3 separate regions of the Mus musculus genome follow, and regions 1 and 2 are each linked to region 3. A link is a contact called in public promoter capture Hi-C data. All regions are on one chromosome and are shown on one strand. Each heading gives the region's core, a stretch centred on a gene start, on an enhancer-like site or on the middle of the called end of the contact. The rest is flanking DNA. Distances are from core to core; before and after follow the strand shown.

Region 1 (2,925 bases), core at 281-2,780, 2.0 Mb after region 3:
AAGCAGACTCTTGATACCCAGTAAATACATAAACTCGGAAGTATCAACAGATTACCATCTTATAACTGTACTGTAGAGAAAGGAAGAGCTTCAGGCCAAGTGTAAAGGTTCACGCCTTTATTCCCAGCACCAGATAAGGTGCAGGTGGCTCTGTTTGAGCTCCAGGTCACCCAAGGTCACAGGTAAGGCCCTAGATTACCTTCAAGCGCCTTGCAGCAAGCAGTACTGCTTCATCTACGTGGACTTAATATAAAAGAGTGATAGTTTAAGGGAGTTTCAATAATTTGTCATAGCATCATATAGCCTCAAAAATACTCTCACCCTGGTACTTCCTATTTCTTTTCTCATGACCATTTTAGATTTCTAATTTCTTTTTATTATTCGTAAATAATGATGAGACCATCAATATATTATTTACCTTAGTATGGAGAATTATACTAAGCCAAAAATCCTTTTAAATAAGGATTTCTTTTGAATATAATAATATTTCTAATTGCTTTTAAATCTGTAGGCCCATGTCTTTAAATGCCTGTTGTAGAACTGGGCAGTGGCAGCACATGGCTTAATCCTAGCTCTGATCAGGATCCTCCAGATCTCTGTTAATGAGGTCAGCCTGCTCTACAGAGTGCGTTCCAGAACAACCAGGGCTGTTAACCCTGTCTCAACAAACCCCTCCACCCCCACCGAAGCAAATCACAGATATTACGGAGCTTGTGCATGCTCTAGGTTTATGTCAGGTGCTGGACACACACACAGGCCTAGCCTCTGTTTTGGTGTTTATAAATGACTTAGACCCGTAATCTCAACACTCAGAGACTGGGGCAGGAGTTCCTGGCTAGCCTGGGCTACATAGTGATTCCAGACCAGATTGAGCTACAAAGCGGGGTCATTCCACTCGAAGTGGGGCGTTCCCAAAAGACGCCAGCCCAGGTCCGCCAACGAACCAAAAGGCTGATTGCTTTCACGATGGACCGGCGCACCTGATACTGGGAGAGAGGAGGCTCCACGCCACCACCGCTGGGGCCTCGAAGGCGAACCACCAAGAAGGCGCTGCCTTCTGCGTCCCACAGAAACAGTTCCCCTCCGAGGCCGAAGACCAGGTTTCTCGTCGGCAAATGCGGCGGCAGAGACGGGCACGAGGGTGAAGTCGAAGCCGCTGGCTTCTCCGCTTCGGCTGGACTCTGGTTTCTTACGCCCTCGCGGAGCCGCAAGAACACGACGTGGTTAGGAAGCCAGCTCTGCCACAGCTCCCCATCGCCCAAGGGCCCCACGGCAGCCGCCATCTTGAACTAACAGCTCAGGATTGAGGGGCGGGAGGAAACGAAGCCCGCTGCTGTGCGTAGCCAATCCGCGGCCAGCACTTCACAGCTTCAGCCTATCAAAGTGTAGGAATCTCGAGAAGTTGGCCCAATAAGAAAGAATCGCTAGAGGATAGACAGGGCCGCGGGTTGAAGCCAAGGTGGGCGGGGCGGGGCGGGGCGGAGTGGAGTGTAAGGATCGCTTTGGGGCTGCTGCTGGGCCAGTGAGGGGGTAGCGTTAAGGATGAGAGATGTGTGTCTGATTGTCTACTGGACAACTTCCTCTGGGTAAACCCAGAACTTTCTCTCAAGATTCACCTCCCTCAGCCCGGGTGGTGTTTACTTCTCAACTGTCACTGCTTCATCTATCCTCGGATTCCCCTAAATCTGTCACTGTGAGGGGATAGAAACTAGATACAATTCCAAGAAAGCCCGGCGGCCTGAAGTACAGACAGACTGCGCCGAGACTACAACTTCCAGAATCCTTTGCGCGCGGCTAAGGGGCGGTGATTTGGGCGCTGTTTCCCGCTAAGGGAGGAGATGGCAGAGTCCTCGGGGTCTCCGCACCGCTTGTTGTACAAGCAGGTGGGCTCGCCCCACTGGAAAGAAACTTTCAGGCAGGTGAGTGTGAAGTTTGGGTTGTCATCACTTCCCTAATCTTCCCAAGGACCTCTGTCCTCGGTGTGCTCGCTTCAGCACTGGTTGTGGAGCAGGTGCCCGGTGTGCCTGGCCAGCGAGGTGGATCTCTTGCTATAGGATTGGGTCCCGGCCGCCGCCCGGGCTGTTGGCCGGCGTAGGTGTTATGCTATCCTAGGATTCGACTTTGTTTCATATTTTAAGAGTCATGACAGCAGTAGCAACACCACCACCTAACGTTCGGTTACAGAGGGAAGCACTCCGTATGTATACGTCACGTGAGATAGAAGTTATTTCTCTCCTGAAGAACATCAGACACGGTTAGGAGAGTTGAACTTAAGCTCCGCCTTCTTCCGAACTCAAGTAGTTCCTTCTAAGAAGCAGCTTATCTCCCTGTTCAGCAGTCTCAAAAGGGTGGGTGTATTCCAGAAGAACCACCCAGAAAAACAATCTTCATGCTGAACATGTTGTGTGGAGTAGTGTTTCTCAACAGTGAGTGCTGACGTTTCGAAGGAGAACGTTCTATTATGGGAGGTGGTTCTGTACAATGTAGAACACTTAGATGCAGCAGCCTTGGTCTCTCCACCTACTAAATGGCACCAGTCAGTAGCAGTTCTTCAAGCAGAGCTGTGACAACCACTTGGGAACAAAAACTGTCCCGAGTTGGGGGTGGAGAGATGGCTCAAGAGTCCTTATGTTTCAGTAGCAGACCCGATGGCTGTAACTCCAGTTCCAAGTGGTCTATTGCCATCTTCTGGCCCTGGTGTGCATCAGCACTGGTGTGGTGCACATAAACTCATACAGGCACACACATAGACACAGGAAAAAAAATTAAAAACCCATACCAGGGTTGTAAAGTACTATTTTACAAGAAGACCATTACTATAGCCATTTGTACAATTCCAGGAATTTAGAAGCCATATAAATGTCTGAAGTTAGTCTGTGGATACAGTTCCTGTGTATCCAACTGTCTTCTTATAAGATAAAATAT
Region 2 (2,769 bases), core at 99-2,598, 1.1 Mb before region 3:
ATTCCCAGCAAGGGGACTGTAATCTTACAGATAACAAATGCCACTTCCTGCTCACATACTGTCAGGACTTAGTATGAATTAAATTAAAGGATACCATTCTACTATAGCACTCTTAACGACTCCCTCTCCCTACTTTTGAGAATACCTGACCCACGGGTTCTCAGCACCCACTGGACTTAAATAATCCAAAGCCACTGCGTCCAAGGTCATACACGATCTGAAGACCTTCACCTGCCTTCAAAACGCTTCACTTTCAGGCCTCTGCCCTTTCTACTTATTGATCACTCTACCTGGATTATTCCTAGATCCGTTCCTTCTCGGCTTTCTGTTCCTCACGCTTCTATCTCCTCCTTCCCAAAGCTTGGCCTTCAAGGACCTGCTTCCCATGCTGCATCCTTCTAGATCCTAAGCTCTAACTCACCCTGGCCGGCAAGTCCCACTCCAACAACTGCTTTTAACCACAAAACTGCTGGACACACTTAAGGCTGCCAGCTTTCTCCACCCCAGCCCAAAATACCAGGAAGAAACTAATTTCTAAAGAAAGCATTTGCAAATGATAATGTAACATGTCACCTCGAAACAAAGGCGGTAACCCAAGGCTGGGCTGGTTAAGTAGTGTCTACCGAAGACCTACCCCCTACTCCCCGCCCAAGAACCAGGCTTGGCTGATGGTTCACACGCTTTTCAAGAGCCGAAACCAGAAGGGTCGGAGGAGTCTGCGGGCGGCTGGCGCTGCCTACCTTGAACTCTGCGGAAAGTTGGGGCGTGTATTCGCGCGTCCAGAGCGCGCGCACCAGCGCCGCCAGCTGCTCGGTGACCTCGGCGCGGCCCGGCGCCGCCCGGTAGCGCCCCAGCGCTAGGAACTCGGCCAGCAGGTCGGTGTTGCTGAGACACTGCACCACCGCGTTCATGAAACAGGTGTTGCCATGGTTCTTCAAGCCCTGAGCGCCGGGCGGACGCGCCCCGTCACCCGAAGATATCTGGGGTTGGGATCCCGGAGGACGATCTGGCCCTGGACTCCCGGCAGAGGCTGGTGCCGGGCCCGGGGCGCAGGCAAAGCCCCCTTCTCCATCGCCATCGTAGGGACTGGGCTGGGCCGGGGGCCGGGGCGGCGAGTCCCCCGAGCGGGAGCGGCTGCCCAGAGCTAGCAGGAAGCGGTTAAGCAGGCGGCGAAGGGAACGGCGGCGGCGGGGCCGGGGCGCGGGCGGCCCCTCTCCCAGTGCGTTCCCCACGCCCGGATCCATGCTGGCCACGCACGGTGGTCCGGGAGCGCAGCCCCCGAGACCCCAGGCGGGCCGGCAGCTTCCCGGTCCTCACCGCCTCCCGGAGGCGCCGGGCGCCGGCTACCTGAGAGCCAGGTGTGCGGACACCGGGCGAGGGCGGAGCCAGGGGCGGGGCCGCCACGCCACGCCCCACGCGGGAATCCGGCCCTAGGGCAGCGCCCGCCGCCGGGCTCCCGCCCCCGCGGCTGGAGCTGGGAATGCACTCCCTCTGAGCCCGCCTAGTGGACTTCCCCGCCCTTCCTTCCCGCCTTGGAACAGGCCTTTCACCTCGGCTCGCCTTCCCCGCCCATCCCTAAACAGCGTAGCTAACCCGGGGATGGAACCTTCTGAAGCGCCCAGCGAAGCAAAGCCCTGGCTCTGGCTAAGTTTCTGGTCGTGGAAGCCAGATGAAGACTAAGAAAATTGACCGGCGAGCGGTGCCCCTGTTCGTGCCCAGGTGTCCCGAGAGGCGCGCGCTGGCAGCTGTGCAGGTGGGGAGCCCAGGCTCAGGTGCATGCGGTCAGGTGGCGCCACCTCCTTTGCAGCCTTTGCCTACACCGGTCACCCCAGGACCTGAACTGGGAGTGGGAATGCTAGTGGGTTGGGAGTTTGTTTTCTTTTTCTTGCTGTTTTGTTTTGTTTTTTTAAATAACACAATAGGTTACATTCATTTTCCTTAAACTTGGGAGACTTGAACGTCCTGGTTTTCATTGGTGAAGGGAGCTCAGCGAGGTTGAGGCTGTGAAAAGAGAGGAACCGGAATTCGACCCTCCCTGGGTGCACTGCAGAGTTCAGGCTCTTTACAACCCCAGTATTTGCTTGGCAGGAAGTTTTCCGGTTCTCAGGCGCGCCCCCTACTCGGTTGCTGCTTCGCTCCTCCACGCTAAAGCCTGGCTGTATCCTTACCCAATCAGAATTAGTTTGGCCTCGCCCCGCCCTTAATTCCCTGGGTAACCCTGGAGGCCTCTGCTCCTTTTATGCCTTAACTGTCAGGTTTATAATTAATCAGGCAAGGTCTTGCAAAATGAATTTCTCATCAGTTTGTAGCTCAAAAAGAGATCAGCAGCTTTCTGGAGTCAGACTTACATCAGAACCCAAAAATGTGACTTGCTATTTAATAATAAGTGCTCATCATTTATTAAGTATCCCTCCTCGATCTTCACATAGAATTGCAGCAGTTACCTGGTGCCAAAAAGTTGCATAAGTTAAGGATAAAGAAGAAACTGTAATGTGGAGACTTGAAGTGTAAAAAGCCACCATTTACCTTCCTGGGAAAGACATCCACCTAGTTGATAAATTTATAAGGTTCATTTCATGACCCGGATGTACTGAAGGTGCCGTGGTCATAGCAGACTCTGATAAATCATCTCCGGTATTTCACCTTTGAGATCATGTCAAGATCCCCAGCAGGGAGTTTTCATTTGGTAACAGTTTCGGGAGCGGCTGTTGCTTTTGTTTTGCTAGGAGGTTGTTGGTAAGAAGGAGGGAGTCCATCACACTTATGTTG
Region 3 (2,700 bases), core at 123-2,622:
TCACTCTCCATATAACAACTCTACTTCCACACATACATTAAATCTCTTGCCTTTTCAGGTCTATCACCTCCTGAGTCCACGGCACCACTATCATTCATTTGGACTGATCAGCGTATTGTTTTCTCTGTTGCTGTTGTTTTATGAGGAAAAGGTCAGGTTATCATATAGCCCAGGCTGGTCTGGAAATCAGTCTTCTTGCCACTGCCTTCTAATGTGGAGCCTACCTAGGGGCATGCATCACCACACCCAATTGCACCGAATTCTTCAATGGTCTGATTCCACTACTGCACAACCACATCCTATTTGCCACAGACAGTGAAAAGACCATGACTTCTACACTGGTGAGGTGGCTTAATGAATAAACACTTGCCTCTGCTAGGCATGGTGGTACGGGCTCTGAATCCCAGCAAAGGAAGGTGAATCTCAGGATTTCAGGATTTACATAGAGTTGCAAGTCAATCAGGGCTGTAAAATGAGACCGTTTCAAAAAAACAAAATCAACCAACCAACCACACGAGTTGTTAAATGAACAGACCCTTTATTCCCATCACACCTCAGTTCCCTGCCTCCATACAGTCCTCCTTTAAAAAAAAAAAAAAAGCAAAGGTGGCACATGCCTTTAATCCCAGGAGGCAGAGGCAGGTGAATCTCTCTGAGTTAAAGGCTGGCCAGGACATCCAGGGTTACACAGAGAAACACCCAGGGTCTCATTTAGCTCAGGCTGACCTCTAAATAGCTATATAACTGAGGGTAATTTCTAGTCCTTCTACTCCCAAAACCTCGAGTGCTGTAATTTCTCGTGTTCTTCACAACACCTGATTTATGAGGTTGTAAGACTCGAACCCAGGACCCTGAGCTACATCTGCAGCCCTCTGCAGTTATTTCGTCTATCATTCCCAGCGAAATGTAAGTTTCAGAAATATCGGAACCGGGTTTTATTTCGGCACTGTATTCCCAACGACTAGTATGGTGCCTGATACAAAGCAGGTGGTCTTCACATTTTTCTGATGAATGAATGGTTGGATGAATGAATGAATGAATGAATGGATGGATGAATGAGACCATGAGATGAGGCTATTTCAGGGATGGATGAATGAGACCATGAGATGAGGCTATTTCAGTCTGGTCGTCCACCTACACCGAGTGCCTGCAGAACACGCGCTCCAACAGATGCTCTACCCAAGGCATGTGGATCCAGATGGACCCAACCCGCCCTAATGGGGAAAACGACGCGGCCTGGATTCGGTTTGAATGTGTGAGCAATGGAACCGCATCAGGAAGCGAACTCAGGGAAGGACGCGTAGGTTGTACTCACCTGAAGCCCGCCAGTTTGCGCCAGAGACCCACGAGTCCTTGGCGCGCGCTCGTTGTACGTCATCAGAGAGCGCCACCGCCGGAGAAGCGATTCGCGCGGGCCGGCTGTGGGCGGTGCCAAGGCTCCCCGCGGTGGGTTGGGGCTGTTTGAGTGACAAACCTGAATCTCTTTTAGAAGTCCAAGCCTGTAATCCCAGCACTGGGAGGCCAGAGCAGACAGGAGTATCTTTGAATTCTAGACTAGTCTGGTCCACATAGCAAGTTCGAGGCCAGCCAAGGATGTACAGAGAAACCCTCTGTCAAAAAGACAAAACAGGGGCTGGTGAGGGCTCAGCAGGTAAGAGCACTGACTGCTCTTCCAAAGGTCCTGAGTTCAAGCAACCACATGGTGGCTCACAACCATCCGCAATGAGATCTGATGCCCTCTTCTGGTGTGTCTGAAGACAGCTACAGTGTACTTACATATAACAATAAATAAATCTTAAAAAAAAAAAAAAGACAAAACAAAATTCAAAAAAGAGAAGACGCCTCGAATTTGAAATATCACTTGAGAAAATGTTATTTTATTGATCACTGAAAGTGCCTTACGGCTGGAGGTGACTCTTAACTTGTTGTCAAGTTGACACACAAAACCATCCAGTACACTAGCCTAAATTACATTTAAAAAGTTAACGTGTAAAACTGTTTTGGCTCTCTGTATTTTTCTCCCTTCTGCCTTCTTTGTTTATGCAAGATAAATTGGTTTTCCAAGGTCATTTAATTTAGAACTTCTGTTACTTTGACCTTAATAGAATGTAACAGTCTGAGATTCTCAGACTAATGTAAAATCTAGGCAAAGTACCCCAAAACCCTTTTTAAAACAAAACAAACAAAAGAAAGAAAATTCTTTGTGTAGCTTTGGCTGCCCCAGAACTAGCCCTGTAGACCAGGATGGCCTCCAACTCACCGAGACTCAAGACTGGGATTACAGGCCTGGGCAACCACTGCCCCCTTCACAAAACAGCCTTTTAAAAGACCCTATGCAATACAATACAGCCAGCCTAAGACCTGCAACAGCAAGAAACAAGAGACAATGTTTAAATAGATTTTGGAAATGAAATTTAGGTTCCTTTTATTTATTCAAGATTTATTTATTTTATGTGAGTACAGTGTTGTTCTCTTCAGACACACCAGAAGAGAGCATCAAATCTCATAACAGACGATTGTGAGCCACCATGTGAGTGCTGGGAATTGAACTCAGGACCTCTGGAAGAGCAGTCAGTGCTCTTAACAGCTGAGCCATCTCTCCAGCAGCTCCTTTCTTTATTAAGCTGGTAAATTTATTTATATTGCTCTGTCTTCTGAAAGTAAAGACTTCATCTCTATATACATAGAAAGGCTATGAGA

Evidence for each region. Promoter capture Hi-C pulls out the DNA fragments that hold promoters and counts their contacts. Capture Hi-C pulls out chosen DNA fragments and counts their contacts.
Region 1: a promoter capture Hi-C map of liver shows a contact between it and region 3, with 2.4 times the contacts expected there. The contact joins the promoter of Rpain here to the promoter of Pfas in region 3. A contact is called at or near these places in 2 of 39 promoter capture datasets (erythroid cells and liver), 1 of 484 Hi-C or Micro-C datasets (B cells) and 1 of 9 other capture datasets (liver).
Region 2: a contact with region 3 is called in a promoter capture Hi-C map of cranial neural crest. The contact joins the promoter of Usp43 here to the promoter of Pfas in region 3. A contact is called at or near these places in 2 of 39 promoter capture datasets (cranial neural crest and frontonasal cranial neural crest).

The regions. Positions count from the first base shown.
Region 1 is chr11:70,968,669-70,971,593 of GRCm38.p6, forward strand. Rpain (RPA interacting protein) reads left to right here and starts at 1,531. Exons shown (of 7, transcript NM_027186.3): 1 at 1,531-1,919. The coding sequence starts at 1,839. Nup88 (nucleoporin 88) reads right to left here and starts at 1,305. Exons shown (of 17, transcript NM_172394.3): 1 at 981-1,305. The coding sequence starts at 1,283.
Region 2 is chr11:67,920,805-67,923,573 of GRCm38.p6, forward strand. Usp43 (ubiquitin specific peptidase 43) reads right to left here and starts at 1,349. Exons shown (of 15, transcript NM_173754.4): 1 at 741-1,349. The coding sequence starts at 1,244.
Region 3 is chr11:69,007,088-69,009,787 of GRCm38.p6, forward strand. Pfas (phosphoribosylformylglycinamidine synthase (FGAR amidotransferase)) reads right to left here and starts at 1,373. Exons shown (of 28, transcript NM_001159519.1): 1 at 1,316-1,373.